Linked DNA regions of Mus musculus: region 1 is linked to region 2. The links are chromatin contacts, called in public HiChIP or PLAC-seq maps. All regions are on one chromosome and are shown on one strand. The core of a region is the stretch at or near the end of the contact, and the rest is flanking DNA. Distances in the headings are between cores, read along the strand shown.

Region 1 (4,725 bases), core at 2,177-4,676, 1.8 Mb after region 2:
GTGTGGTGTAGTGGTATGTTCAGGACAAAATGCATGTGTTGTGTGTTCACAAGCAAGGCTGTGGTGAAGCTGGGTACTAAGATAAATAAACAGACCACAGGCAATGTGACGTTATGTATACGAAGTCCCTAATCAACTGCAAAGATAGGAAGCAGAATATGGTGGTGTCAGAGGATGGAAGGAAGAGAGGCGAAGTGGTGCTTAGCACAGATAGAGCTTCATCTGGGAAGATTAAAATCTACTGGACAGGGACGATGGTGTTGGTTGCAAACTGTAACAACTTCTAAATGCCTCTCGCTGATCTCAGACAAAATGAGTTAAAATAGAGAGTTTTGTGTTGAATGACTATCAGCACAGAATAGTTTGCTGGCAGTTTTGATTGAGATCTGACACGTTTTACATTTCCTTATTCATGACATCTCTCTGCTTTCTGAGCTCCTGACTTTGTAGTAAAGTGTCCTAACTCTCGCACTGATCTCATGCCTACCTTCAAGCTTATTGGTGGATGTTTAAATGTGGGATGCTAATGTCAACAGTACTGTGTTTTTAAATTTTCAAACATCACTTGTTTACTTCTTGATATAACTTTTAAAATAATGGAAATTTTATATTTACCTCATGCGCTGAAAATCTTGCAGCCATCAAGTAAATTTTAGAAGACTCATTGGTTAATTAATTGTTTCAATTTCTACATTTTTGTATTTTTAAATTCGCTCTCCCCTTGCAGTATCTAGAACTTTTTGGCATGGTGTTGAAATGGAGTACTGAGACACAGGACAGTCTTATCTTGTTCCTGTTTTCATAAGCAAACATCTGTTTTCTTATAGGCAAGCATGTCTTTTGTCAGCATCAAGTGTAATGTCAGGTTTAGGTTCTTTGTGTGTGTGTGCCTTGTCTGTTCCTCTGCCCCTTAGCTGGGGGTTTTCCTTATGGGTCAGTCAACATGCTGTCAGATGTTCTTCGATGTCACTTGAAGGACCCTGAGGTTTCTCTTCTTTAGCCTGTCAGTATGATGAGTTGTATTCATTGGCTTTAAAATGTGCAGCCAGGTTTTTGGACCTGGACTGAGTCCTGCTCAGCTGTGCCAACTTCTTTCTCATTGTTGGATTCAACTTGCTAACATTTTGCTGAGAATTCCACATTTCTGATCTTGGGAGACGATAGCTTATTGTTTCCTTGAAATGCCTTGGTTCTTTTAGTACGACACTGGCCTGGGGGATCATGAAGTAGACCCTCTTCTCCCATCATTTGGGAGAGATTATGGGGAATTTTAACTTTTCCACAAAGGTTTGCTAATCTGCTCATGCTGCTTTCCATCTCAAAAAAATTGATTGTTACTTATTTTTTCTTTAATAAGTATATTTCTGTTCAAAGGGTCAAATTCTCTATTGTGAAGGTCAGAATTCTAGGTTGGTTCTAGGTTAAGGCTTGGAGAGGGTTGGGAGGGACAGTGAGTGTTTGCTTAAAGGTTGTCCTTCACACCTTAACTGGTCATCTGCTTGCTTACACACCCATTCTTTCTTCAGTAGCTGTCTTCTCAAGCTATCTGCTATGAATAACCCCGGCCCCAAGAAGGTGGTGTGCCTCTGTCTCACGCCTTCCTGTGCATTTGGTCGAGCTGCTGGGCTTTTGTCTTTAATGTATAATTACAGCTCTTTGGTTTCATCCTGGCACTCTAGAGCTGAGGCAGAAGGATTGTTGTGAGTTTCTAGCCAGCCTGAGCTACAGGGTGAGGCCCTATCTCAAACAACAATAAAACAAACAAAACCAAAAAAGCAAGAAACACAAAAAGGATAATAATCACACATTCTGATTCATGTAGACTCTGCTAATTTTTATTTTATAGAAATCATTGAAATGAGTGTGACAGAAGTTACCTCTCAGCATCTGAAATGATTGCCAAGCAGATTAAAAGTGCAAACCCAGTGCGAACGGTGGTGGGGGAGGATGCCTTTAATTTCAGCACCTGAAAGGCAGAGGCAGGCAAATCTCTGAGTTTGAGGCCAGCCTGGTCTACAGAGCAAATTCCAGACTGGCCAGTGCTATCCAGAGAAACTCTGTTGAGAATCACAGACAAAGCCAAGATAAAACAAAGCAAAAAAGTACCAATCCACCACTGTTTGGAAGGCGGTATTTAGAGTGACTCACTTTTGAGTATCAGAATGTGGTTTGGGGACATCAGGTACAGAGCACAGCTGTAGAGTCAGACCTGCCCCTGTGGTCCTGGCTCTGCCAATAGATCTTCCTCCTAATGTGAAGAATAACTCAACCCTTCCTGGTTACCTGTGAGGTTTAGGGGTAGGTGGGTGATGCTACAAAGTGTCTAGCGGCATGCTTGCCAGGCCATCGATGGTGTTGCTTCTATTTATTCATTCATTCATTCATTCAAAGGTTGATATGTTGGGAATGTCCACAGTGCTGTGGGGGATGAAAGGATGTAGGAGTGGTGCCTGTCCTTATAGAGAACTCAGTCTCTTGGGAGGCTCTGGCTGATGCAGACAAGATGGAATGTAATGAGAGGTAGGGAAGCTAGTGACTGTCAGAAGCGGGTCAGAAAGGGGACCCGCTCCTTGTACAAGCTTGTGGGTCCCTGGGGACTCAGGGTCTCATCACTGAAGAGTCAGGGTAGCATATGACATGCTGTTTGTCATGTCGTAGGGCTAGGCAGGCCCTCTTGACTGTTGTCTGCTCTGTACCCTGCACCCCCATACTGAAGATATCCATAGACAACTGCAGAAAGGTGCAGTAGTAGGAGGGTGGCATCTACTGGCTCCCTGGTGAGACGGCTCACACCTAGGATGCCCTTGCTGTCCCTTTCCAGTTGCTTGGTCAGCATCTCTGGCCATAATCCCTTTGGGAACATTTTTGCCTTGGACCCATGGATCTGACCTGGTCTTTGACACTCAGCTTCCCAGACTCTGTGCTTCCCCAGTTTCTGTCTGCCTCTGTACTCCATCTGGGCCCTGGAAACCTGGATACCCCACACCTCTCTTCCTGAAGCCCTTGCTCCTGTGAGCTCAGTAATAAACTTGATGTTGTGTATGTTCTGTCCCCCCCCCCCACCGGTTGCTTATCCCAGCTTGTCCAAACTGTGGGACTTTTTCTTGCCCAGAAACGAGCCATCCCACGCAGCCTCTCCTCTGATTGTTCCGGGAACCCTCAGCCTAGCCAGGGGCGGCCATCTCAGTGCAGAGCTATGGGTTTCCAAGAGCCTAGAGCATTTTTTCCCCACGTGTCCCTCACGCATGTGGCCTTCTTTGGAGGCCCAGATGGGCTTCCTTCGGCCCTCACAAATGAAAACCATTAGACATTCAGCAAGATGCTCCAGCTGCAATCTGATTCTTTAGCATCGTTACTGAGGACAGTGTCCTCTTTTTGGATGGGGGCTGGCGGAGGTAAGATGAGAACAGTGTTGGCTTGTTGGGGAGCTGCTTGGAATGCTCCCAGCGTGGAGAATTGAAAATGCATCTTTACAGGCTTCTCCGGGGGGTGTAGCTGGGTACGGCGGGTGAGGGCTGGTAGGGACCGTCAGCTGGCAATGCCCTCCAGACGATGATTTCTCTTCTGACACTGGGCAACAAAATGGGGTGCCAAGGACCAAAGGTCTCCTGGGGGGCTTCCAGGAGAGCCTTGAACTTGAAACTGTCCCGTGTTGCTAAGCACAAGAGTGTTGTTGGTATACTCACCAAGGTAGATACTCAGTTGTTATTGAATGGTCAAGTGGCTGGTCATTTGGGGTGAGATGGACCTTCTTGACTGTTTTGTATGGGGGTCCAAACTGCAGGTGAACAGCCCATACCTAAACATTGTACACTCCAGGTATCAGACATGGCTAGGACTAGAAGAGCCACTGGTTGTCCTTTGCAGTGGTGAGTGTAACTCTCTCCGTGCCTGGTGTCACCTGGGTCCCTTGCTAGCTATCACTGCACTTGGTAGTCCACACACTTTAAGTGCCACTGACCTGAAAACCCAAAATGCTCCCAAATTCCAAACATTCTGAATTCAGACAAGATGCTTTGTGTGGAAAACTCACACTCACACGATGTAGCATCCTGGTCATGATGCAGGTGCACTAAAGAAACAGATGAAAAGGTGCCTTCTGGGGCTGGATGGAAGCCCAGTCAAGCACTTGTCATGTTATCGTGACAACCTGAGTTCTTGGGTCTCCAGACTCCCCCCCCCCCCCCCGCGCCATAAAAAGCTGTGTGTGATGGTTCTTGCTTGTAATCACACACCAAGGTCGCAGAGCTAGGCAGATCCCTGGGGCTCACTAGCCTAGTTGGCAAGCTCCAGACTAGTTAGAGACCCTGTGCTAAACAAATAAACAAAACATCAAAAAAGGTTGAGGCTCCTGAGAAATCAACACCTGAGACTGACATCTGGCTCATGGGCACGTCATGTTGTGTGTGCACTCACACATGCGCGCGTGCACACACACACACACACATGCTGTTGTACAAAAGCATCTAGATACCTGTGTATTCTGTATTTGTGAGACATAAATGAATGTCACGCTTAGCCTTCGGTTCTATCCCCAAGCCAACTCATTAGATAAACTCAAATATTTCAGAAATCCTGGGGGAAGAACAAAAGCTGGAACATCTATGGCCCCAAGCATTTTGGACGAGAGATGCCGAAGCTGTTTTTATTTTACCTTAATGTATTTCTTCTCGTCTCCTACAAGTCTATCAGCAGCATTAGGGGGAAGCTGAGCTGTCTCCCTGA
Region 2 (4,525 bases), core at 1,349-3,848:
CCTGCTAAGGCTGCTTTCCTTGGTTTGCTACCTGGACGCCACAGCTCTGTGCACAAAGAAACTTGGAAACTTAAAAACAAAGCAAAAGCCCCCCCCTCCCCAGGGCCTCTTTGATTTTCCTTTGACCAGGAATAACATTCTGAACATGACAGCCAAAGGAAATGGACATAAGAGCAGAAAGAACCCAAAGTGACAATAAAATCTCGAGCATCTTCTCTCAGGGTAAACACATCCCTACTCGGAAGTTCCCATCCACTGAGTAAGTACACTGTGCTAGGTGCTGGAGGGGAAATGTCGTGATGAACACCATCCCCACTCCTCCTCCTAGCCAGTTGTTTCTTTCAAAGGCTCCACATCCCCTGAAGAGCTTGGTTTCACAGTTAACTGTCTTTATGCACGGAGACTTCCTCAACGCCCACTTCTAGGATTTAGGTCTCTTCTAAAGCATTATAAGTTACTCCTTCAGTAATTTCTATTTCCACGTTTTCAATCTTGAAATCCACACACAATGGCCACATTTAGTCTTTATTACCTTAGCATGGAGATCTCCACTCTCATTTAAGGAAAAAAAATCCCTCAATATCTAGGCTACTGATTTTCTGACATTTTAACTTCCTCTCCTGTGTGTGTGTGTGTGTGTGTTGCCAGGTTTGTTTGTGACATTTGCTGTTCCATTATAACCATGTCTTCCTGCATGGGAAAGCGTCATTGTGATTTTGCTTCTGAGAACCAGTGTTTGGGAAATATTGGTACTGAAGCACCCAGAATCTTACTCTGTCTCCTCCGTCCTCTAAGTTACAGGAACCTGAATTTCTCTGTTTGATACTTTAGCCTAGGAAGTTTGAGTTCTGCATAAATCACAGCGCTTGTCTGCACCCATTCGTAAGCCTCCTAGCTTTGACAATTCACCCTCATAGAGAGGGAAGCCTAATTTGGCAGAATATAATAAATGTCCATTTCCATCACAGAATAGATGCTTCTTGGATTCAACTAAGCTTTGAATGACTCCCTGGGGAAAGTAATTCTCCCCTGAGTCCTTGACAGCCACGCGGTAGAAATCTCTCTACTGGCAAAGATGAGTAATCACTTATATGACCCCAATAGAGCTGGCTGGGCCTTCCATTTTTCTCTAGTCCTGTCTATGGCAGCAGTAGGGGTTGATGGAAGGCCTTTAATGTCCAGCGCTGACCGGTAAATCAATCCTACAATTTCCTCTGTTTCTCCGCACTTCCTCATCCCTTTCTTATCTCTTCTCCATTTTTCTTCCTTCCTCTGCTTCCCCCTCTTCTCTCCTTAACCCATGACACTCTCTGAGGTGGTTTGAAAATTCTACACCATACCAGATAAAAATTCCTAGTGGGTTTTTCCCCCCTTCACACCTTTCTTAAAGGAAAACCTGGATCCTGGTCTTTGAAACCAGTATCCTACACAATTTGGCTGACTCAGTGACCCCCCTCTCCCCCCAAAAAAAATCAACAGGAAAAATGAGTATTGTAACACAAACACAAACACACACACACACACACACACACACACACACCAAACTAAACCAATTTCCAAGATCCCACAAGGGGCCCACAGCCTGAAATATGATAGGTGACAGTGGGGATGATAGACAGAGCAGGACTAGGGGAGGAACTGCCCGTAGTCTCAGTAGACAGCCTTGGCCTACTATAGAGGCAGGAGCAGCTTTCACACCCTCACCTAGGCAAACGGATTCGAACACCCCTCTCTGAAACATGTGGTGCAAAGAACGAGTCCTCCAGGAGGAGCTGAGAGCACCCATACTCGGAGTCTTAGGGTCATCCTAGCCTTGACCTGGGACAACATCCCGGTATAGGGTACCCACCCTGGAAAAGAGCTGCCACGCGCAAAGGCCGAGTCCGGACCATGACTTGGGGCAACATCCTGAAGCAATAGCCCTTCACTCTGGAGAATGGGTACTGGCAGGCAAAAGCTGGGTCCTCCAGCAGGAACAGGGTCTATCTCGACTCTCACCCGGGCATCTCCGGGTTCATCCGGACCCTGACCTGGACGGACGCCAGATGCAGGGGTAACCCTGACTCTAGCTTGGGGTTACGGCGGTGCAAAGACCGAGTCATCCGGCTGGAGCAGGGTTTGTTCTGACTCTCACTGGGGCGTCTCAGGTCATCCTAGACTTAACCCACCAGGGTCCAGAAGATCTCAGGCCGGAGCTCCGGTTCTCCTTCCGGAGCTGGGGGCGCCCTCGCCCTCAGCTGTGCCTGGTCGGGCGGGGCCGCAACAGGTGCGCGGCCTCCCTGCTTCCCCGCCGCCTGCCCTGCCGTTACCTGCAGCGGCGGCCGCCGAGGCCTCCCAGAGCCTGGGCGGGAGCTTCCCGAGCCCGGCCGACGTTCGCGTGGTCCCTAGAGGAGCTGACAGAGCGTTCCCGAGCTCGGGGCGCGGCTCTGCTGAAGCCGCCGCGCTCCCGGGTCGCGACCCCCCTGCGCCACTCCCGCCCGTGCGCTGCTCTGCGTTTCCACGTCACTTTTTGGTCCCTCCCTCTCGCCGTCCGCCGGGCCCCGCCCGCCCGCTCGCCTGCCCATCCCCGGTTGTCAGGGCAACCCGAGCGACGCCAGACGAAGACAGGCGTTAGGAGGGCGGCGCCGCCAGGGCTGGGCCCGAGGGCCCCCGGGAGCAGCTGACCATGGAGCCCCACAGTAAGCGGCGGGCTAGGGCCTGGGGTGCGAGCAGAGACCGAGCTAGCCGGGCCAGGTCTCGAACCCTCGGCTAAATGATCCACAGATTCCACAGAGCACGGCTGATGCCCTCACTAGCAATGGGCTTACGAATGGTTAATAGTGCTTCCAGTGTCTTAGTGAACCTCCATGGAGCCTGGGCCTTGAATTTATGTGTTCTTGCCTCTCTTCGATCTTATCCCTAAAGTCTGTGGTATATATAATTCATGTGCTTCCGCCCAGCATAAGATACATAACAAAAGTTTCTCATTCCTGTTTGTCTTAAATTTTCCGTTCTTTGTTATTGACTATTCGTGCGGATGCATGTGTTTGTGCACACGTGTGCAGGTGTCACACAGGTGCACATGCAAGTGTGCCACATTTGTGTGGAACCCAGAGGGGACATTCTGGTGTCTTTTCTTGCCATCCACCTTGGTTTTAAATTTTTATTTTATTTTATTTAATGTGTACAGATGTTTTGCCTGCATGTATATGTCTCTGCACCACTCATGTGCCTTGTGCCTCTACAGAGACCAGAAGAGAGAACCCAATCCCCTTGAACTATAATAAAAGCAGGCTGTGAGTAGGCTTGTGGGTGCTGGGTCCTTTGGAAGAGCAGTCAGTGTTCATGATATTTGAACCACATCTTCAGGCTCCCACCTTGGTTTTCAAGACAGGGTGTCCCACTGACCTAGAGCTCTAGTGAACTAGGCTAGGCAAACCGGCTAGCAGAACCCCAGAGGTGATCCTGTCTCCAGCTCTCTAGGGCTGAATCTACAAATCACACCACCACACTTGATATTTTATGGAGGTTCTGGGCATCAAACTTGGCTCTTTTACTTTCTGCAAGCATTGTTTGCGCGAAGTCATCTCATTAGCCCTGGTTTTTGTTTTGTTTTTAAAAATACTCTTAAGTTTGAGTTTGTCTCCTGCAGCCCAGGCTGACCTTGAGTTTAGGGCAAACTTCGTGACCTAGCCTCCTGAACCAGTGGCTCAGAATCTTCATGGCTCCACATTCTGAAAGTGCTGGGGCTACAGTGCTGTTTTTCATTTTGTTTTGATTGAAACAGAATCTCACTATCTCTCTGGCTAGCTTGGAACTCACTGTTTAAAGACCAGGCTGGCTTCAAATCCACAGGTCCACCTGCCTCTGTTTATGAAGTGCTAAGATTAAAGGCATGGGCTACCACGATGGGCTACAAAGTTGTGTATGATAGATGGCTGAAGATGTGTGCTTTAGAGTTGCTAGAACTGAGGTACCCTGGAACTCACCTCTCTGTCCACTGTTTTTCCCAACCTTTCCAGGGACTTTGTCCTAGGCTCCTTCCCTCCTCCCCACCCATGCTGTTTTATTGCCTCCTTTGTTCTTAAAACAAATACACTGTTTGACTTAGAGACTCCAAAGAGCTCAAACCTTGATAAGATTCAGTTTGATGCTAAAAAATAAATCAAATTGTCTTTTTTTGCATAGTTTCAAACATAAAATACTTAGACCAAATCCCATGTTCCTTAAGGGAAACACACACACACACACACACACACACACACACACACACACACACTCATTTCATAATAACAAGAAAATTTAAAGGCTTCCTCCCTTTTAACTTGCTGAATATAAAGCCTACAGGTTGGGAGTTACAGTTGCTTGGATTGGTAGGATTTTTATACAACATCTATCATTTGTGTTTAAAAGTCAAAGGATTGTACACTTTATCCAACCTGCTGGGAAAAAAATGAATATACAGCAATGTTAGGGATTTACTCTCATTCCAAACCGATGCCAGGCTGTGTGTGATCTTTTCCTAGAGAAAGTATCTGTGTGTGTG

Evidence for each region. HiChIP or PLAC-seq counts read pairs in DNA pulled down with a chosen protein or histone mark.
Region 1: an H3K4me3 HiChIP or PLAC-seq map of pro-B cells shows a contact between it and region 2, with 22 times the contacts expected there. The contact joins the enhancer-like site here to the promoter of Fank1 in region 2. A contact is called at or near these places in 2 of 39 promoter capture datasets (embryonic stem cells and hippocampal neurons) and 4 of 115 datasets of contacts at active chromatin or transcription factors (astrocytes, embryonic forebrain, embryonic midbrain and 1 more).

Annotation. Positions count from the first base shown.
Region 1 is chr7:135,575,730-135,580,454 of GRCm38.p6, forward strand. All of the region lies in intron 1 of Ptpre (protein tyrosine phosphatase, receptor type, E), which reads left to right. Among named protein-coding and RNA genes, the nearest start is that of Mir1962, 12 kb to the left of the region's middle. Within about 2 kb of position 3,427, at least 72 of the 459 cell types and tissues checked have an H3K27ac peak or open chromatin away from gene starts, as enhancers often do. A contact at or near this core is called in hippocampal neurons and pro-B cells, where this site is marked.
Region 2 is chr7:133,774,293-133,778,817 of GRCm38.p6, forward strand. Fank1 (fibronectin type 3 and ankyrin repeat domains 1) reads left to right here and starts at 2,599. Exons shown (of 11, transcript NM_025850.2): 1 at 2,599-2,678. The coding sequence starts at 2,666. Dhx32 (DEAH (Asp-Glu-Ala-His) box polypeptide 32) reads right to left here and starts at 2,511. Exons shown (of 12, transcript NM_133941.2): 1 at 2,310-2,511.